6 separate regions of the Mus musculus genome follow, and regions 2, 3, 4, 5 and 6 are each linked to region 1. The links are chromatin contacts, called in public promoter capture Hi-C maps. All regions are on one chromosome and are shown on one strand. Each heading gives the region's core, a stretch centred on a gene start, on an enhancer-like site or on the middle of the called end of the contact. The rest is flanking DNA. Distances are from core to core; before and after follow the strand shown.

Region 1 (3,244 bases), core at 239-2,738:
GGTCTCCACCTCTGAGTGCTGGAGCTGACCCTTGACCCCAGAGGACCTCCTCCCTCCCTCCCCCATCACATAAGTTCATCTTCAAGTTCAAGCAGATGCTGGGGCTTAGGCTCAGTCCCAATCCCCAGCTTCTCATTAACCAGGCATGGTGGTGTACAGTCACCCCAGCACTGGGGAGGAAGAGGCAGGAGTTCAAGATAAATTTTAGCTACATGAGACTCTTCCCCAAAATGGGTGTGAAAAGAAAGGGGTCAGGAGAGAGAAGAGGATGGCTGGAACTGGGGAAGACCAGGAGAGCCGCCAGGCCCTCAGCCACGTCCTGTAATTGTGTAACAAATGGTGTCTCCAGGGAGGGTTCCTGGAAAGGGAACAGGGTTGCAACATCATGTTAAAAATGTAGCTCTCAGGATTTCCGGTCAAAAAGTTAACTAGCTAGGAAGCTAAGTGGGGACACTTCAACAACAATGGAGGATGCTCACTAAATGTCACTCACCAAACAATGGATGCCCTTCTGCAGGAACCCTGTTAGGATAACTTTTGGGGAGTGTGTCTTTATTTACAAAAGCTCTTTAGAGGCTTGAGAGAGGTGGCTCTGCGAGGAGGGGAGTCCATGTCCCAGCACTCATGTGGCCTTAACTCCAGTTACAAGAAATCCATTGTGGGTCTGGAGAGATGGCTCAGTGGTTAAGAGCACTGACTGCTCTTCTGAAGGTCCTGAGTTCAAATCCCAGCAACCACATGGTGGCTCACAACCACCTTTAATGAGATCTGACGCCCTCGAATCTGAAGACTGCTACAGTGTACTTAGGTGTACTTAGATATAATAATAAATTTAAAAAAATTAAAAGGAAAGAAACCCATTGTCCTCTTCTGTCACACTCGCGTGGCTCAGACACAATGCACAGATAAGAAGTAAAACATGAGCCGGGCGTGGTGGCGCACACCTTTAATGCAGAGGCAGGTGGCAGAGGCAGGCGGATTTCTGAGTTCGAGGCCAGCCTGGTCTACAGAGTGAGTTCCAGGACAGCCAGGGCTATACTGAGAAACCCCGTCTCGAAAAACAAAAAACAAAGTAAAACATGGTGTGGGCGAGATCTAGACAGAGCAGGCAGATCTTAGAGTTCAAAGCTAGCCTGATTAAGTGGAGAGTTTCCGAGCGCTGGGATGAGCGGCGTAAGCAATCTGGGACTAGAACCCGGGGCCACCTTTTGGAAGGCAGCTTTCCTAACCACTATTCTACCAATATCTCAGCTTTCTTAGATATTTTTAATAGGTCACTGCAGGGTCGAGCTGGCCAGCAGAACTGGAGCAGGGGTGTCCATCCCGCAGTCCTCTCCCAGACAGCAAGGGGCCACCAGCCTTGCCTTCAGCCCTAAGACGCTCCTGAGCATTGTCCCCTAGAGTTTCACGGACGTTGGTTCTGCCCTGACGTTACCCAATCAAAAGCCTCTGCTTCTGCAGCTCAACTTCCGGGTCAAAGGAGGCGCAGCTGGCGGGTCCCCCCGGTGTCCGCCGCCTTCGCTGTCCCCCCGCGCCCGCCACTTCCGGGCCCTCGTCTTGGGCATGGAGCGTCGCGTGTGAGGCGCCGCCGGCCCCGGGGACGCCCTGCTCAGCTTGTCCTCCGCGCCACGCTCGGGTGAGCAGCGTCCGGCCCCGGCTCGCCGCCTCCCGCCCCGGCCGGCGCCGTCCGCCCGCCTCGGCGCCGCGCGCCCTGTCCTCGTCGTCCCCGCCGCTCTGGTCGCCGCGCTTCGCCGGTTCCGGGCCGCGCCCAAGAGCTGCTGCCGCACCGCTGCGGAGACGCAGCCGCCAGCTTCATCGCAGAGCGCGGCTCAGCCCGGCGTCCGCGCAGCCTCCGCCAGCCTCCGCCAGCCTCGTCTCTGCCAAACCCTCCCTCCCGGCCTCATCCTTCCCAACCTGATCCCCTCAAGCCTCATCCTCTTCCATCTTGATCTTCTAAAGCCGGATCCCCGCAAGCCTGATTCCCCTCCCAGCTTGATCCCTCAAGCCTGATCCCCAAAACTTGATCCGTCCAACTTGTTCCCTCAAGGCCTGATAGTCCAGGTTGACCCTCCTCTCAAACCTGAAATCCTAAAGCTTCATACCCCAAAGCTTGAAACCCGCAGCATGAACCTCTCCAAATGACCCTACCAGCCTGACTCTTCCAAGACTGGTCACTCCCCAAGCCTGATCCTTCACTCAGCCCTTATCCTCTGCCTCAGTTTCCACATTGTCGCATGCCAAGCTTGATACCCTCCCAGACTAAAATCATATCCTCTGTCTCATCCCTTTCCTCCCCGGATTAGCTTGAACCCCCTCAGCTTCCAGCATTCATTCCCTGCATCTTGAGCCCCACCCTTAGGATCTCGGCCTTAGGCCCATCCATCCCCTCCCCATCCACGATTTTGCCCAGCCTTTGACCTCAGCGGCCTTTTTGCTGCCTGTTACCCAGGCTCCCTCGGGAGCCCCCAGGGCAATCACCAACCTGCTTTCGAAGAGTTGGGACTGGTGCCCAGGAGGTGTGGACCACAGTCGCCAGTTCCCTGCTGGGTCCCAGGGAGACCGCACACTGAGGGACACGTCTCTTCCAAGTACAACCCAGGGCATGTTGGCAGCCCCGAGGGGCTGGGAGGCTCAGTTAGAGTCGAACCAGGTAGATAGGGTTAGGCACAGGCGGAGACTCCCGCCCGCATGGAAAGTGAGTGAGAAGAAGCCACACACATCACCGGCCCCTCCATCTTCACCGGCCCCTTCATCCTCACTGGTTCCCCAGTTCACACCAACCACTCCATCCTTGCCAGCCCCTCATCTTCCGCCAACCCCTTCATCCTTGCCAGACCCCATTTTCACCAACCCCTTCATTCTTGCCAGCCCTTCCCATCTGCCCACCTTAACAACACCACATTTGTTCTTCTAAGGTCCGTGCCCCTCGCCTGCAGCTGCCATGGAAGCTCCTTGGACCCTTTAGAAGGTGAGTTGTGCTGGGGTCGGGCAGCAAGGCAGGCTCTGTGGTGGGCTGGGGCTTGCTGTGGAATGCAGAGGTTGACAGTGGCTTTGGGGCCAGTTACCCCTGGTCTTGGTCCCTGCTGCAGTACTTTGCCCTCTCCAGGGGGACAAAGGAAGAGTGGCTAGTAAGCTGGGTTTGAGGGAGGCTTGGCCAACCTCCCTAGCTCATCTGATACAGTACCTAGTGTGTGGGCATCAGTCTTTATGGTAGTGTTTGCCTCAGAGAGACCATTGGGTGTGA
Region 2 (3,244 bases), core at 228-2,727, 500 kb before region 1:
AAACAAAAATAACAAAAACATCTTCCAGAGGCTAGATTGGGGTGTAGCCCTGTCATCCCAGCACTCGGGCAGCTGAGGCAGGAGGATCATGCAGGCCAGACTGGAGACAGGAGAATCAAGACCTCAAGGCCATCCTCCGCTACACAGAGGGTTTGCAGTCTTGCCAAGGCAACCCTAGAACTTGTCTTCAAAAACTCCGATGACCCGATCACCCCTTAACCCTAAAAACTCCTGACGACGCTGAAATGACCTTCACATTTTCTCCAGCTTTTGCTCCCTGATATTGACCTACGACCTCTGAAGCCCCTAGGCACTGACGAGTCTACGCCCCTCAAAAGTCTCAACCTCTTCCGCCTTTACAGCCATTGCGCCCCGGCGCCCCAGGGACCTCCGCGCGCCCTCTGACCTTTGCTTCCAGACCTCCGCCCTCCGCCCGCCCACCGGCCCGCGCTCACCGCAAATGCCGCCTAAGGCCGTGGTGATGTAGGTCTTGCGATGACACTGGGTGCCGTCGGGGACCTCATGGTAAGATTCAAAGAACCGCTTCACCATCGCCATACCTAGCTGGGCTTGCTCGGCCGACCCTAAAGCGTCTGGGCGAACTCAAGGGTAGCCGGCTAGGTCAACTCTCGCGAGGTTTCCAGCGCGCAACTTTATTGAACGCCTTGGACGCAGACAAGGCGTGCGCGCATGCGCGCAGTGCAGGTTTGTACCGAGGTCTTATTAATCCCGTAGCAAGATCTGTGTCGTGCTCGGTCCACAAGTGAATCTGGACAGAGACGCCCGTGACGTCAGGAAAGGTAAACTGAGGCCATGAAGAAAAACGCCTCCAGCCCTAGCGAAGACGAGGTTTCTAGTACGGAGAATGTTGATAGTGCATCCAAGGATGGGATTGACAGGTCGCAGGACAGCCATTACACTGTCAGGCAGGTCAGCGATCGAAACTAACAGAAGGTAGGACAATCGCAGGGCAGATATTACAGCGCGAGGCTAGTGATACCCTAGTTAGCCGGAGCTGCACGGACGCGGCGGGACACAGCGCAAAAGCGGTTGGCTCGTCAGGGATCCGGACTGTGTAGGGGTGTGGTTTCATGCCCATCTCAATCAGGACCGCGTGTAACTATTTGGGGGCGTGGCCAGGCTGGGGGCAAGGGGACCAATCGTGAGGATTTAGCGTGAGGATTATAATTGACGGAGACCAGGCCCACTCTGCTTTGGTTTTAAGTCCTCGCTGCACTCGCAGGCACAGCCACACTCAGGAGCTGGTCCTGAAAGGGACGTGAACATTGGCTACGGGGCGTGGCCGCACTTAGTCCTGCCCCTGGTAGAAACGTGGCCAATAGTGAGAGCCCAAGAGGAAGCACACGCCTTCCTCCGGGGGGCGTGTCTTTCTTGACGTCACTTCGAAGTTGGGCGGGGCCTCTTGAGAAGGTTTAAATTAATGCAGCGGCAGCCTGGCAGCTGCATGTGAGGGAGGGGGTGGGGGGTGGGGGTCGGGCTCAGGGGCGGGGCTTCTTGCGTTGTGGGCGTGACCCGACAGGGCGGGGTGGGGCCTGCACGGCAGCCGGGGGCCATGTCTGCGCCGCCACCTCTGCAGATCCGGGAGGCGAACGCGCACCTGGCCGCCGTGCACCGACGCGCAGCGGAGCTGGAGAGGCGGCTGCTGGCGGCTGAGCGCACGATTGGTGCGCAGGCCGAGCGCCTGGCCTGCCACGACCAGCACCTGCGCGCCGCCCTGGATGAGCTGGGTCGCGCCAAGGACCGGTGAGGCCCTGGAGGAGGCCCGGCGGACATCCCAAAGGAGGCGGGTGGAAAGGGCTGGGAACCGAGAGCAAAAATTTCCGGAGCACTAAATGCCCGGCATCACAGCACTAGGAGGGCTGAGACTGGAGGATCAGGAGTTCGGGCCATCCTCGACTACATGGGGACTTTAGAGTATAGCCTGGGTTACTTGAGAGCATTTCAAACTGTTAAAATGAAGCCAGCTGTCCCACCCACAAGGCCGAGTCTGCCGGTAGGTGCAAGAGTATTGTGTCTGATGATCGAAGGAAGCTGCTGGGTAGGGGCCCACATCGGTAGACAAAGGCACAGAACACCCCTATATAGAATAGTCAGATCTGTGACAACCATTTGTGACCATGCGGAAGTCCTACCGAAGGACACACAAAACTGGCACTGTTTTGTTTTTTGAGAGAAGGCTGGCCTTAAAGGCACTATGTAGCTTTCAACCCCTGATCCTTCTGCCTCCATCTCTCGAGTGCTGGGATGACAGAGCGCCAGGCCTGCTGTGGGGCTGAGGGTGCTTTACCAATGACATCAATGGCTCTGTGTATAAAGACACTCGCCACTAAGAATGACAAAGAATTTGATCCCATGGGGCAGGAGGAGCGAACCAACTCTTGAAAATTGTACCTTGACTTCCACATGTTTGCTGTCACATGTGTGCGCCTATGCACATAAACAAGCACACAAAGAAGTAGTGCAGGAGGAGACATAGGGAGTCTCAGAGGATTCTGGAGCAGGTAGATGCCCCCACCCCCACCCCCTGTAGGTAACTACCTTATTTGGTCCTCTTACCAGGGAGATATCTGCCCTCCAAGAGCAGCTGCTGAGCTCTGAGGCCACAGTTCGCAGCCTGCAGGCCGCAGTGGACCAGAGGGACCAGATGATCCAGCAGCTACAGCCTCGGGCTGACCTGCTGCAGGACATCACTCGCCACCGACCACCCCTGGCCGCACTGTTGGCCACCCTGGAGGAGGCAGAGGAACTGGGCCCCTTGCCGGCCAGCCACAGCCATAGGGCCCAGCTACTTCCTGATGGGCCTGGCCCACCCCTGGGCAACAACATGGGAAAGGAGGAGGGCCAGGACGACCAGGACGACCAGCAGCCTGCTGTGTTTGGGACCACGGTGTGAGCTGTCCTGACAGATCTCAGAATCTGTGGTCACGGCCCCATGGGGATTCCACTCTTAGAGTCCTGGACATCACCTAGAGGGGTCTTGAGACATTACCCGGATCCCATCTAAACATCACAACAAGTGAAAACTCAAGATCTCATTTAAACCCCCCCCCCCCCCCCAGTGCTGGAGTATCTGCTACATTCCACTGGTTTTAAATAGTTTCAAAAACAAATGAAGGTAAGGGTGGTAACTCTGGGAGGAGCATTCTCCACCAGGCATACACAAAGCCCAAGCCAGACAGGCACCCCAGCATCAGTGAGATGGTGGGGACTGACCCTGAAACCT
Region 3 (3,244 bases), core at 329-2,828, 410 kb before region 1:
GAACTCCAGCTCAAGCCACACCAGCAATTACTTTTCACAAGTATTTCTTAAGTTTCCCTACTTTGTTGTTGGTGAGCTTTTTTTTTTTTTTTTTTCTGGTTTGTAGCAAACAACTGCCTTTTGGGTGTGATGAGCCACTTGGGAGGTTGAGGTAAGGCATTGTATTCAGACACAGATCCGGCTATGTTGCACAGGCTGGCTGCAAAACTCACAGCAAGGGACTGCCTTGCTGAACTCCAGTGATGATAATCTAGAATTCAGGGCTTAAGAACTGAGGTCCCCAGGGGACAGTTAGTTAGCAGCCTCCACGACAGGATGGCTTTCTGAGCTGGGCACCAAAAGTGGGAGACTTTTCCTTTCTCAGCAGGGCTTCCCTGTCTCTTCCTGTCTTTGTTTGGACAGTGTCCTTAAACACAGGTGGCTGGCCTCTGAAAAGTGACCAGCTGCAGAACTCAGCACACACAGCCTGTTCTGGCTTCCCACCCACATGACCCATTGGCCCTTTCCACCTGTACCCCTCAAAAAAGCCCTTAAAGCCGGGCGTGGCACACGCCTTTAATCCCAGCACTCGGGAGGCAGAGGCAGGCGGATTTCTGAGTTCGAGGCTAGCCTGGTCTACAAAGTGAGTTCCAGGACAGCCAGGGCTATAAAGAGAAACCCTGTCTTGAAAAAACCAAAACCAACCAACCAACCAACCAACCAACCAAAAAAACCCCCAAAACCAAACCAAAAAGCCCTTAAATACGCTCTCATCCCTGGAAGAATACAGCAGACATCCCACTGCAGTAGTCTCCAGAGATCATTTTGTCCATATTCATGGCTGTCTGAACCCTCCTCTCCACCTCTGCCCCTTTTGTCCCCTCAGGCTGGTGACCTCCGGGGAGAAAAGTGGGAAGGAGGAGGGCATACAGAGACATACTTGCATGTTAGCGATCAGAGACACTGCTCACCATGGCACTAAGCACAGCATACTTCCCAACATGCACTCAGCCTCAACAGCCCATGGCACTGCTGCTGAGCCAGGTAGGGATGGATGGTGGGACAGATTGCAGACTGCACAAGGAACTTAGGTTTGACGCATGTCCAAAGCCCTGGCTCCACACCCAGAAATGGATTTTAGTGATTTGCTTGGGAGAGATATGCCAAATTTGATTTCTACAATTGGGCTGGAGGGTATGCCTGGGCTCCAACAAGAACCAGCCCCATTCCTCCTGTCATAAACCTCCCAGCAGGGCTGGAGAGATGGCTCAGTGGTTAAGAGCACTGACTGCTCTTCCAGTGGTCCTGAGTTCAATTCCCAGCAACCACATGGTGGCTCACAACCATCTGTAATGGGATTTAATGGCCTCTTCTGGTGCGTCTGAAGACAGCTACAGTGTATTCATATAAATAAAAAAAATAAAATTGAAATATCATTTAAAAAAAAAAAAAACCTCCCAGCAGCAATCCAACCCAGTTAGGCAGTTGTACCGGCACAGTGTGTGAGCCCTGACCATGGTGGCCACTGCTGCTGCTAGCATCAACACCAGCATCTTGCCTGGTTCTCCACAGCTAACACTGCTCTTCAACCGCCAAGCTTGAGAAAGTGTCTGAGCATGCGTGAGGTTAGGCCGCTTCTCTCCTACCCGCCTCTTGTCTGGGCACGCGCACCAGGTAAGAAGGCCACTAGCAGGACCTTTTGGACGTGTCGGACAAAAGCCCGGTTAGGTCTACGCAGAGGAAACTGGAAGGAGTGGGCATGCGCAATATGGAAGCAGAGCTCGCACATTTCAAACCTGAAAATTACACCCAGGTTCCCAGATCCATAAGTCAAAATCCAAAGCATGCCCAAACTTCAAGGAGGTCACCACAGCACTAGCATGAGCACACGTGGGTGTGGAAGCAGAGCTTTGGGCATGCATCAATCCACTCCCTGCTTTGTGGAGCCGGAGCATGCACACGGGTCTCTTGGGACGTGTCCTGGAAGCTTCAGTGTTTTGGTAAGTGCCTCACGGACCACTGACAACAAAGGCAACGCTGAGCAGGCGCACCTGCGCACGGCCTTTAGCATGCATACTATACGAGAGGCAAAAGCCCTCCAAGCACGCCTCCTCCAGTGTGGAGTGAAGATGCCACCAACTGCGTAGGGAGATGTAGTAAAACCTGTTGTTGTGTATCAACAAAGAACGCTGAAAAGACTAAAGTTAAAGGAGGGGTGCGCTGTACTTTTCTTCCGATGCCTTCAGAACACAGAATTTACCCTGTAAAACCTTTTTGATGGCAGTAGAAAAACAGAACGCAGTACTAAGGTACAGCTTGGACAGGACAAACCAGTAGTTGTAGGAACTGGGAGGGGCCACGCTTCTTCCAGGCCCCCTTCCTAGAGCGATGCCCCCCGCCCCCTCCGCACAAGCTCCAGTCTGGAGTCACCGCTCTGGCCACGCCCCTATGTCAAGCCCCGACCTTTGAGCCCGCCTTCGGCCATATCCCTGATTCCAGTTCCTCCAATCCCTGCCTGGTGGAGCGCCCCCCATTCGGACCACACACCAGTCCTGCTTTCTCCGTCATGTTTCCTCAAGCTTACTACACCTCTCACTTTTTCATCCAGATCCTCAAAGTCCTCTCTAGAACATCCTTCATCGGGCCACGCCCCCTTGCCGTCCAACTCCAAGCCCCGCTCTGAGCCTTGAACCACGCCCCTACTCCGCCCTCCCATCCCCAAACCCAGTCTCCCTCTGACCACGCCCACTCACTCACCTTATTCAAGCTCCGCCTCTCCAGCCCGAAGCACGCGAGCGTCATCACGTGCGCAAACGGGGGGCGAGCAGAGATGACGTAAGTGCGGTGCGCCGTCAGTATGGCTGTTCCATGGCGGCGAGCACAGGCTACGTGCGGCTCTGGGCCGCTGCGCGGTGCTGGGTTCTGCGGCGGCCGCTGCTGGCTGTCACCGGAGGCCGGGTCCCGAGCGCGTCCGGGTCGTGGCTGCGCCGAGGATGTCGGGCCTGCGACATGTCAGCTCCCTGGGGCGGCCGCGTTCTTCCCGGCGGGGTCCAGTGGCGGGGGCTGTGGGACTCGGGCAACCGCGGTGGCAGCGACGAGACCTCCGAGGGCGGTGCGGAGGACGGGGCCACGGCGAGCACCGGGGAAGGCCCGGTCGTCACAGCGCTCGCGCCCATGACCGTCCCGGATGTGTTTCCTCACCTGCCGCTCATCGCCATCACCCGCAACCCTGTGTTCCCGCGCTTTATCAAGATCGTGGAGGTAA
Region 4 (3,244 bases), core at 464-2,963, 370 kb before region 1:
AAGGGCCTCTGCAATATTGGGCAAGCATGTTACCTCTGATCTATGTGTCCAACCCCTTTTTTTTTAAAAAAAAAAAGAGACAAAACAAAAACCTACTATGTTTTACAGAAAGGCTTTCACGCATCCCAAGATGGCCTCAAACTTAGGATCCTTCTGCCTCCACCACTCCCGGCCTTAGGAAGTATTTGGGATAAAACTTAGGGTTTTGTGCATGCAAGGTAAGCACAATACCAAATGAGTAGCACACTACCAAATGAGTAGCTCTTGGACCTACTTTATACTTTGAAAAAGGCTTAGCTAGCCCTGAACTCTAATATTCAGGTTGGTTTGGAACTCCTCTACAGCCCAGGTTGGCCTTGAACTCACATCTGACTTACCTTTATCAACAGAAAAAAACGTTCTTTCCTTCCATCTCGTATCTTCCCCTAGCTTAGTTCTAGCAAAGAATTAGAAACAATTTATTTTTCCGCTTTGTTTTTGTTTTTTGTCTCCCTGGGCTACCTACATCCTCCGGCTGTCTGCGAACTCTGAGAGTTTCTCATGTTTCATCTCCACCACCCCTGCCCCCAACGTCACTGTGTCTTCCCAGATTAAAAGAAAAGAAAAGAAACAAAAACCACCTGTTCTGCCTCGGGGGCCGAAAAGGGACTTGGGATCGAATCCCGCCACAAGCTGACCCCACTGGATGACCTTGGCCGAGTCCCCTTCATCCCCCTTTGGGGTTGGGACTAAGCAGTACAGGGAACGCGGTGTCATCGATCCCCCGAACCCGTTCGTGGTGTTATTTCCCTCTGGTCGCATCGCTGGGGGCGTCGAGATTCGAATCCTTGCACCCGGCGCCCGCGGAGCCCCAGTATTAGCGCCCAGCGCGAAGGCCAACGGGCCACTCCGGGCCCGGCGGTGGGTGTCGCCATGGCGACCATGGGGTTCCCCCCCGCGAACCTCACCTTCTTCAGCCGCTCCATCAGCACGCTCTTGTTGCCGCTCGAGTCGAGGTTCCGCTTCTTCAGCTCCGCCCGCAGGTCGATCACCCGCAGGTCGCTGAGCCGCCGCGTCCCGGTCTCTGACGCCGCGGAGCTCACGGCCGCCGCGCCCGCCGCACTCGCGTCTCCTAAACCCGACAGAGTCTCCGCCATTCCAGGGACCCTGGTTCCGTCGCCCACTTCACACAGAACCGGGTCAGTGGGTTTGCGTGAGTGTGTTTTTTTTTTGATTTGTTATTATTATTATTTTTTTGAATCTCGGCCCTCTTACCACAAAATGGCGCCGCCTGAGAGGGAACCGCTTCAGCCTCCCCGGAGGCGCACCTCGACACTGCGCAGGCGCCGCCGGCGCGAGCCCTACGCTCTCAGACGCCTTTACCCAAGCGCAGTGTGCGCGGCGGCAGAGACGACGTAGGCGCGCCTCGCCGGCTCGCGCTTGGCCGCGGACCAAGACGCATGCGTGCTACAGGTCGTGCGCCTGCGCATCACTGTCGGAGCGCTGGCCGTAGAGCGGTGGCGTGCGCAGCCGGGCAACGCTGCGAGAGGCAAACGGGGGTCAGTGAGCGTAGCGAGGCGGTGCGCGTGCGCATTAAAAAGAGGGTGGCGACGGGGCCGGGGGGGGGGGGGGGAGGGGGGGCTTACGACCGGTTGCGCATGTGCACTTGTACCCGCGAGGCTCGAGACTGCTTTGGCGTGCGACCTAGGAGGTGCGTCAGAGCTGTGCGCCTGCGCAGCCGCAAAGGGAGGCGGGAGGAAGCGAGTGCGTTTTCCTCTTCGGCAGCGCCATTTTGTACTACCTCCGAGCCGCCACAGCTGGTGCCAGCGAGTGGAGGGGGTTCCGGAGCGAGTTGGGAAGTCGCGGAAGCGAGGATGGCGGAACCCGGGACCGGGTCGGGCGACCCCGCCTTTGGTCCGGGCGCCTCGGAGAGTGGGACGCGGCGGCTCAGCGACCTGCGGGTGATCGACCTGAGGGCGGAGCTGAAAAAGCGGAACCTGGATACGGGAGGCAACAAGAGCGTGCTGATGGAGCGGCTGAGGAAGGTGAGGGAACCCGAGTGGCGCCGTGGACCCGGGCACGTAACTGCCCGCGCAGACTCGGGCCGGCCTTCCCACCCCGAGCCCCCCCCCCCGACTTCGGTCTGTGCTGTCAGTTACCGAAGCAGCCGAGGCTGTGTGACCTTTACTAGTCGCTGCCCCTCTCTGTGTCTCGCCTCCCACTTGCCCCGGGATTTGCAGGAAGCCGGGCCTTGTTGAGTAATCGGGTGGCTCTGGGCACGTCTCCATGATGACCTTGCACCTGCAGCTGTCTTTTCCGCCACCCTAGTTTTACTCTTCTGGGGAATCTATCAGTCAACCCCACTGTTGGCGGTGCCCAGTGTCTCTGCACAGACCATGTTCGCTCCCAGGTCCGGTCCCCTCGCGCTTCCCTGGTCTTGGAGCCTAGTTGTCATCTCGAGTCAGCGTAAGATGTCACTTTCCTCCCCCTAGACAAGAAGTCTTGTCTACTGCCCTTCAGCGCTTGACACAAGCTTGCCTCTGTGGAACAGGGTCCTTGAGGGTTAGGGACTCCTGATTGGCTGCAAGTAGAAGGCGCCAGAATACTTTGAGGGAAAATTGGCCAGCGCTTTCTTCTTCGGTCTATGTTGTTTTTCCTTATCAAAAATCAGCGCCTCCCCTCCCACGCAAAACTTTTTTTGGAGAGCTACTGTGGCCCAGTGTGGCCTTGGACTTGCTGTGAAACCCAGACTAGACTTCAGCTCTTGGTCTCCTGCCCCCCCTTTTCACTTCCAAAATGCTGGAATTAAAGGTTTGCTTTGTTATGGGAGGCCTTTTGAGCGCCCCATTCAGCTCTTTGCCCTGCCTGAATCAAGGACAGGTTTCCTACCATCATCCCTGTGTTTGATGAAAGAGCACACAAGATGAGCGGTCACCAACCCTGATTTGGGGTTAATACTTGGATTTTATTCTATTTTTTTGTCTTGGGTTGGGGATTACATCTAGGGCTACAAGCTGCCAGGTCATGTATGACCACAACCTGCTGACAGTGACTCTGCAACCCAAGCTTTCAGCTTCCCTTTCTCTAGGTTTTGGGTCTTGAGCAGGGAAGGGGAGCTGGCTGCTAAATGTGGTCTTAAGCTAGATTGTGAACACTTGCAACTGCAAAGTTGCTTCTTAAAGAACACTTTGTGTCAACCCCTCCTAAAAGATAACTTTATTTAAAACTTCATACTCTTTCCCATCAGGCATTTAAGGAGGAAGGA
Region 5 (3,244 bases), core at 481-2,980, 340 kb before region 1:
TGAGTTTGAGACCAGTTTGGTCGACAGAGTTCCAGGTCAGCCAGGGCTACACAAAGAAACCTTGTCTCCAAAACAAAAAGAATTTCATGGAGGCTGGGGGTGAGGCTCCCTGGTAGAGCCCCGCCTAAAATCTTCCCATTGAGGGGCTGGGATGTGACCAGGGATAGAGCCCTGCCTAAAATTCTCCAGTAAGGGCAGGGAGCGTGGTCAGGGGAGGCCTTTCCTTGTCAAATGCCCACCCTCGGTTTCCATTTTTAGTTTTACATGAAGGATGTACCATTTTTCATAAACCTGTTAAGTTGTCTATCCATTTTTCTATCTTATTGTTGGTTTCCAGAAGCTTTTTACGTACGGTGGAAGTCAGTCTTTTTTGTCTATTTTGACTATTGGAAATTTTCAATGGCTTTGTTGCAGTTTTCATGTGTGAAGTGTTTGTGTGTAGGTGTTTTATATTTGCATGTTGTCAGTTATTAATCTTTCAATTAAAGGCTCCCTTTACAGATACTTACTGAACTGTGTGGGTGGTGAATGTGGGCAAATGGGACAATTAATGTCACCCTACACAGCACACTGAGATATATTTTTTCCTATATATTCTCTTACCTGTCTTTTTTGGGAGTAACAGGGGTCATGATCTCTCTTTGATAAAGCTGACCTCACAGGAATCTGCCTGCCTCTGCCTCCCAAATGCTGGGATTAAAGGTTTGCACCACCAAGATGTCACTGGGCTAAATTTTTAGAACGTTCAGTTTGTTTTTCTTTGCGGAGTCAAAGTTAACACCTAGAATGTTCTCTCAGCATTCCCATTCCTGGGTAAGTGTAAGTCAGGGCCTTGTAACAACAATGTCTTTTTACAAGACCCCAGTAGACAGGCAGAGACACTGAGGTAAGGGGAGGAGAGGCTGTGGCAGGAGATGACAGGGTTAGAGGCCACACAGTGACTACTGCATTGTTGCTGGTGACAAATGCCCAGAGTTTGTGTGTCAGAGGCCAAGTGCAGAGGACAAACTGCTCTATCCAGTGGGGCAGTGAGAGCATCGGGGAGGGAAAAGGCGTGCTTTCGGAAGTGTGCTGGAGAGGCGGCTGGCTCCCAGAAATGGCTGTAAGGATCGGGAGGCTGGAACTCGCTTCTCTCCTCATCAAGCACTTGCTGAACTGAGTGGGTGGTGAATGTGGGCAACTGGGAATGTTGAACTCTTACCCATCCCCTGGAGCCCCACCTCCAGTGCACGTGAACTTCCAGGCCAAACCTAGACGTCTGTCTCCCCTACTTAGACCCTGTTCCTAACTTGATGGCCATAGAGGGCAAAGGCCCAAGATTGAGGTTTCTTTGGAGCCCACAGACACAAAACAAGTACAGATACAGATTAGGGAGGAAGTTCTAGAGTGTTCCCTGGAATAATAAATAAATGGGTGGGTGGGTTACACTGCCTTCCTTGCCACCCTTCTCTCCTCCTCACTTCTGCTTCAAAAGCAGGACCCAACTCCACTCCTCCAATACACCAGGCTCTCCATCCTGCCACAGTGCTTTCGTATAGCTGCGTTCTTTGCCCCAGGGCCTTTGATGTATGCTGTGCACAGGAGAAATGTTTGTCATGGAGGCCTGGGCTGGGCCAGCCAATGTCACCACCCCTGTGGGCTGCTGCTGTAGCAGGGCGTGCCTAGGAGGGGTGGAGGCAGGTGGCTCAGCCGGTCTAGCAGGTGCTGACCTGCGAGAGAGTCTCAGGCTGGCAATGGCCATGGAGGAGCTGCGGCGAGGGCTGTCCCGCTGGAAGCGCTACCACATCAAGGTACACCTAGCCGACGAGGCATTGCTACTGCCACTGACCGTGCGGCCCCGAGACACACTGAGTGACCTGCGCGCACAGCTAGTGGGCCAGGGTGTAAGCTCTTGGCGCAGAACCTTCTACTACAACTCTAGGCCTCTGCCTGACCATCAGACAGTTCGCGAAGCTCGCCTGCAGGACGGCTCAGTATTACTTCTGCTCAGCGACACCAGGTGACCAGGGATCTAGGCTGGGACTTGGGCTAGAACCTGGTAGGATCTTGAGCTCTGGCTTATGGAGGTTGGCCCAGTGGGATGGTGATGGCTTGGGGACATGGTGAGAAAGACCTCTGTGACCGTGCCTGCTTCCTCTCGGCTCCATTAGCTATGTCGATATGTGGTGTGAGCTCCAGCGGTGGCTCTGAGGACTCCCTGCCCTCATTTCTGTGTATCTGGCTCTGGCTCAGCACGTCTCTCTGTATCTGTGTCCTGGTCTCTGTCTCTCTCTGCACACCGCCCCTATCTGTTTCTTCATGTCTCCGAGTGTCTCCATCTCTCTCTCAGTTTCTGTCCACTCATCTAAGAGGTCGGTGGGATGAGCAGCCCTGGGCCACTACTGCACTCCCCATCCCAAGCCCGTCACACCTTGTGTCTACACTGGCCTCAGTGTCTCTAGTGGGGCCCGGCTGTATAGTGCATCACCACCAGTATGAAGACACTTCAGAGCGATCCTGGACTAGCTGGAAAGACTTTAGTCGTCACCGCTTGTCTTTATGTTCACCCCCTCAGGTAGGAAATGGAGGAGATGGAGCGATGATTTTAGGGACACAAGATGCTGGCTGAAGGAGCAAACTGGCCCAGGCACCACATCTCTCTCTTCCTGGGAGTCCAGTCGTACTTCAGGTAAGCCATTCATGGGAGGCCTGAGAGATGGTGGGGAAACTGAGGGCCTCATGAGGTGGGCACATTAGCCTTATCCTTCCATCTCCTCTGTTGGCTCAGCACTGGTGTCCCCATCTGTGTGACTTTGAGAAGTTCTCTACTCTCCTCTGGACTCTTTACTTTGATGCAGACATAAACTGACTGTGCTTTGTGGGCTTGGGTCCACAAGAGCTCTGCCTGCAATTCCTGTAACAGACACCAGGACAAACGGAGCAGCTTTGCCTGCAATTCCTGTGGTGTCCACCAGGGGGATCCTAGCACTGTGCCTGCTACAGAAGGGCCTCAGGATTGTGGGCAACCACTGCACTCCCTTCCAAGCCCAGATCCAGGCTATTTGGAGAAGGGAAAAAGGGCCATTAGCTTGGAAACTGCTGGTTGACATCCCTGGGCCCACATGTCCCTTGCTGATCCAGGTGCTGGGCTTCCAGAGAGATGCCAACTCCCCAGCCCTGCTGATGCCCACTGCCTCTGGTGTTCCTGATGGTGACTTCTGACATTGTCGTCCAGCCCTCCATCCCCCCAACCCCGGCAAGGAAC
Region 6 (3,244 bases), core at 235-2,734, 260 kb before region 1:
ATATATTGTTGCCTGTCTATGCTCTGTCAGCTGCAGGCCGATTGTTCTGTTTTGTTACTTCTGTGTAAATGGCATTTAACACAGCGGGGATCTGAGAGGGGATGAATGGCCACTGGAAGCTTCCAGACTCTCAGACCCGCGGTTTACATGTTCCCCTTCGCTGCTCACGAGGACCCAGGGGGCAGAAGCGGTTACTCAGTTCGGACAAACAAGGCAAGGCCTGGTTCCCTCCCTGATGGATGGCCAGTCTGCTCTGGCATGGCCAGTCCTGCCAGCACCCAGCTCCATAATATATGAGTACACACTGTGTGCAGCCAACAGTGCCATACACCTGCAGGGACTATGCAAGGATGTGGACATCTCCACAGAGTACCCAAACTTCAAGTACCTGCTGTGCATGAGAGAAACTACACTAAGGGCCCCTGAACACTATGCAAACCTCCGGCACCTTCTACGTGCTCCAATCTCGACTAGCACCACGTACGTCAATCAGGGTCACCCCAGTCAGGCAAGAGGACAAAGCCGTCTCTGCTAAACTGGCCGCGGTGCAGGCTCTGGGAAGCCCTGTTCTTAATTTAGGCTCCTTGTCAATTATTCATGGCACTCTTCCCCGTTTATGACCCAGTCCTTCCGCCCGGACTCTTCGGCTCCAGGCTCTTGCTCATGTCTCCAGCTCTGGGCCGGAATGAATGAATTCCAGAGGGGAAAAAAACCCAGACTGTAAAACAAAATCGTTTCGTTATTTGAGGCAGGGTCTCAGGTGCAGTCCACACTCGACTCACACTTGCAGCAATTCTCCTGCTGCTGTCTAAAAGTTTCGCACCCCATGCCTGTGACTACTCTTTTCTTTAAGGTGTTTTTCAGTCTTTTGCTGCATTTCATCTGTTTGGCATGTCTAGTAACTCAGTGGACATGGGTGTGTGCATACATGTGGAGGTCAGCGCCATAGGAGTCAGATTCCTCCTTCCACTATGGGACTTTGGGGATTGAAGTCAGGTTCTCTGGCTTGGGCTGCAAACACCTCTATTTGCCGAGCCATTTTGAGCCCCACCCCCACTTTTAAAAAATTTTTTTTAATGCCCAGCTCATCCTCCTTTTCCCAAGCTGGTCTCGAATTCATTGTTATCCCAGGCTGTTCAAAAACGACGTCCTCCTGCTTCAGCCTCTTCAGCCAGCAAGGCGGGCTTGATGGGAAAGATTTTAGGGAAAGGATATTTTGGCCAAAGAAAGCAGAGTGGGGAGACAGGCAGGAGGCTCAGGTCATCCTCAGTGTAACTTGAGGCCAGCATGGGCTACAACAGAACTTGAGTTTAAAAGGAATCCAGAGGAGACAGGCCGGGCCACGTGTCCCACGTCCCACGTGCTCCCCGGGCCTTCTACAGGCTCCTGAAGCACGTGACCCAGCAGCGCCTCCTCACTGGGCAGGCATCTGCGCGCAGGCGCAGTACTGTACACGGCCAGGCCCCAGGGCCGCGGCGGCGGAAGGGGTGACGTCACCGGCTGGGGGCGCGCGAGCCGCAGTGGGGTTTTGCCCCGCCCGCCAGGCAGCTCGGGCCGCGCGCACACGCGGAGCCGCCGGAGCCCGGGCCGACCCGGTGCCGGGAGCAGCATGCGGAGCCCGCAGGTACCGGGGTGCACGGGGCGCACGGGGGACACAGGGGGCGGGGTGGGCGGCGCCGGCTTTGTGCTTCCAAGCTTCTCCGCCTTTGTGCTCCGAAGGGGGTCCGGGCTGCAGCCGTAATCGGATTCTGCAAGAAGGAGAGGGATGTGGAGGACCTGGAGGGATGGAGCTGGAGAAATGGGGACCGCGAGGGTTGTGGACCCGGAGGGACAGAGACCCACAGAAACGGGAACCGGTAGAGACAGGGTCCAGGAGGGATGAGGACGCGCGCGGGCGACTTGGCCCGTACCCAGGGTCACCGACTGCACCAGCCGGGCGGGGACGCGGTGTGCGGTGCGCGGTGTCAGCGTCTGGAGCTGCAGACCGGGCCAGGCGCCTCAGATCACCTGGGGCTTCGGTTCCACCCTTCTGCGGTCCGGGCGCCCCCAACCCCCGACCTCCCCCAGCTTTGGGATTGGGACTGCTCATCCACCCTCATCCTCGCGATGCGGGGGCCTGTGGGGAACCCCGGGGAGCCAGCCTGCGGCCCTAAGGCCCCCGGTACACCCCAAGAGCCCCCCGACTGGCTGAGGGTGGTGACGTCACCGGGGGCGGGGACTGGGGCGCAGAAGGAAATGGGGTCCGAGAGCAGGTACCCCCGTTGCAATGCGAGCTGGGTCAGGGCCAAGTTCTCTGCTCATCGTGGAGCCTCTTCACCCCCAAACCCCAGCACCACTATGAGCGAGGATCCTTTTGATTGCCACACCCCCCAAATCCCTGTGCGTTACCCCTTTTCCCTGCTCTCAAATCTGCCTCCATATGCCCCCGAAAACCTGCAGCAGGTGTGAGCGCCCATCTTCCCGGTCACCCCTCACCTCGTCTCTCCCTCCAGTAGAACCTCCTAACGGTCACTTCCCCGGGTGTCTCCTGGCCTGGCAGGGGTTCCCTTACGCTCACTTTCCAACCTGAGCAAGGATGTCCCTCCCCCAATAAACCGTCCTTGGTGCTCACATGGAGACCTCTGAGGTGTCCCAAGCCTGGATGGGCACTCGGGGATCCAAAGAGTCTTCTACAGAGCAAGAGGGATCCCGAGGGTGTTAGATTGGTGGACACATCCTGTTCACCCATCTTTCTGCACCTGGATCCTGGGTCCTGGCTTCTGTACCCCCCGGGGGGTGCTGCTGTCTCTATGGTGCAGATAACGGCCGTCTGCTTTGTCTGGGCTAGCCTGGGACCCTCCTACTCGGGCTCTGGCCTCTCTTGCCAGCTGCGACTCCTTCCTTCATTAAAGGCCGGGTAGTGGGAGCTGCCATTTGCATAGACTCCCCTCCCCCCTGCCCGGTCTTTTCTCCTTTCTTTGTGTCCCTCCCCCTGTCAATCTCCAGCTGCCTTCTGTCCCTGCTCCTGCCTTCTGCCAGCTGATTTCTTGGCGGCTGCAGGCGGGCAGCTGGAGCTGGGGGCGGCTTCCCGCCCCGACCAACCTCAGAGTCCCCAGCTCGGAACAGTGGGGGGACACTTAGGTCCCAGATAATGTCTGTGCCTGGCCTCCGGTCCGTCTCCCTGCCCATCGCGCCTGGGTCTCCAGAGACCCACAAACTCCCGTCCTGTCCCTTGTGGGGCCCCAAGGAGTATGGGGGGGACACA

Evidence for each region. Promoter capture Hi-C pulls out the DNA fragments that hold promoters and counts their contacts. Capture Hi-C pulls out chosen DNA fragments and counts their contacts.
Region 2: a promoter capture Hi-C map of pre-B cells shows a contact between it and region 1, with 2.6 times the contacts expected there. The contact joins the promoter of Vmac here to the promoter of Dpp9 in region 1. A contact is called at or near these places in 4 of 39 promoter capture datasets (the SN4741 cell line, cranial neural crest, hippocampal neurons and 1 more), 1 of 484 Hi-C or Micro-C datasets (embryonic stem cells), 4 of 115 datasets of contacts at active chromatin or transcription factors (embryonic stem cells, pancreatic cancer cells and regulatory T cells) and 1 of 9 other capture datasets (liver).
Region 3: a contact with region 1 is called in a promoter capture Hi-C map of adipose tissue. The contact joins the promoter of Catsperd here to the promoter of Dpp9 in region 1. A contact is called at or near these places in 5 of 39 promoter capture datasets (the C10 cell line, cranial neural crest, hippocampal neurons and 2 more), 2 of 115 datasets of contacts at active chromatin or transcription factors (astrocytes and pancreatic cancer cells) and 1 of 9 other capture datasets (adipose tissue).
Region 4: a contact with region 1 is called in a promoter capture Hi-C map of pancreatic islet. The contact joins the promoter of Safb2 here to the promoter of Dpp9 in region 1. A contact is called at or near these places in 10 of 39 promoter capture datasets (the C10 cell line, the HPC-7 cell line, cranial neural crest and 6 more), 1 of 484 Hi-C or Micro-C datasets (double positive thymocytes), 8 of 115 datasets of contacts at active chromatin or transcription factors (the NIH/3T3 cell line, effector CD8 T cells, embryonic stem cells and 4 more) and 3 of 9 other capture datasets (adipose tissue, liver and pancreatic islet).
Region 5: a promoter capture Hi-C map of pre-B cells shows a contact between it and region 1, with 6 times the contacts expected there. The contact joins the promoter of Tincr here to the promoter of Dpp9 in region 1. A contact is called at or near these places in 13 of 39 promoter capture datasets (the 3T3-L1 cell line, the HPC-7 cell line, the SN4741 cell line and 6 more), 1 of 15 datasets of contacts at CTCF or cohesin (large pre-B cells), 3 of 484 Hi-C or Micro-C datasets (all in embryonic stem cells), 5 of 115 datasets of contacts at active chromatin or transcription factors (the SCID.adh cell line, bone marrow-derived macrophages, embryonic stem cells and 2 more) and 1 of 9 other capture datasets (embryonic stem cells).
Region 6: a promoter capture Hi-C map of adipose tissue shows a contact between it and region 1. The contact joins the promoter of Ptprs here to the promoter of Dpp9 in region 1. A contact is called at or near these places in 4 of 39 promoter capture datasets (cranial neural crest, embryonic stem cells and pre-B cells), 2 of 484 Hi-C or Micro-C datasets (CD4 T cells and embryonic stem cells), 3 of 115 datasets of contacts at active chromatin or transcription factors (embryonic stem cells, microglia and pancreatic cancer cells) and 3 of 9 other capture datasets (adipose tissue, embryonic stem cells and liver).

Annotation. Positions count from the first base shown.
Region 1 is chr17:56,217,133-56,220,376 of GRCm38.p6, reverse strand. It overlaps Dpp9 (dipeptidylpeptidase 9), which reads left to right and starts at 1,488. Exons shown (of 21, transcript NM_172624.3): 1 at 1,488-1,636; 2 at 2,916-2,968.
Region 2 is chr17:56,715,154-56,718,397 of GRCm38.p6, reverse strand. It overlaps Vmac (vimentin-type intermediate filament associated coiled-coil protein), which reads left to right and starts at 1,477. Exons shown (of 2, transcript NM_178926.3): 1 at 1,477-1,764; 2 at 2,581-3,244. The coding sequence starts at 1,574. The coding sequence ends at 2,914. It overlaps Ndufa11 (NADH:ubiquinone oxidoreductase subunit A11), which reads right to left and starts at 636. Exons shown (of 4, transcript NM_027244.1): 1 at 456-636. The coding sequence starts at 558.
Region 3 is chr17:56,626,477-56,629,720 of GRCm38.p6, reverse strand. Catsperd (cation channel sperm associated auxiliary subunit delta) reads right to left here and starts at 1,578. Exons shown (of 22, transcript NM_175350.3): 1 at 1,471-1,578. The coding sequence starts at 1,532. It overlaps Lonp1 (lon peptidase 1, mitochondrial), which reads left to right and starts at 2,818. Exons shown (of 18, transcript NM_028782.2): 1 at 2,818-3,240. The coding sequence starts at 2,848.
Region 4 is chr17:56,583,054-56,586,297 of GRCm38.p6, reverse strand. It overlaps Safb2 (scaffold attachment factor B2), which reads left to right and starts at 1,713. Exons shown (of 21, transcript NM_001029979.3): 1 at 1,713-2,024; 2 at 3,227-3,244. The coding sequence starts at 1,854. It overlaps Safb (scaffold attachment factor B), which reads right to left and starts at 1,316. Exons shown (of 21, transcript NM_001163300.1): 1 at 948-1,316. The coding sequence starts at 1,136.
Region 5 is chr17:56,552,873-56,556,116 of GRCm38.p6, reverse strand. Tincr (predicted gene, 20219) reads left to right here and starts at 1,730. Exons shown (of 4, transcript NR_130128.1): 1 at 1,730-1,999; 2 at 2,555-2,668; 3 at 3,121-3,244.
Region 6 is chr17:56,474,720-56,477,963 of GRCm38.p6, reverse strand. It overlaps Ptprs (protein tyrosine phosphatase, receptor type, S), which reads left to right and starts at 1,484. Exons shown (of 33, transcript NM_011218.2): 1 at 1,484-1,624. Gm32822 (a long non-coding RNA gene) reads right to left here. Exons shown (of 4, transcript XR_385656.4): 1 at 2,612-3,244; 2 at 1-1,748. Gm9258 (a long non-coding RNA gene) reads left to right here and starts at 1,691. Exons shown (of 1, transcript XR_105855.2): 1 at 1,691-2,616.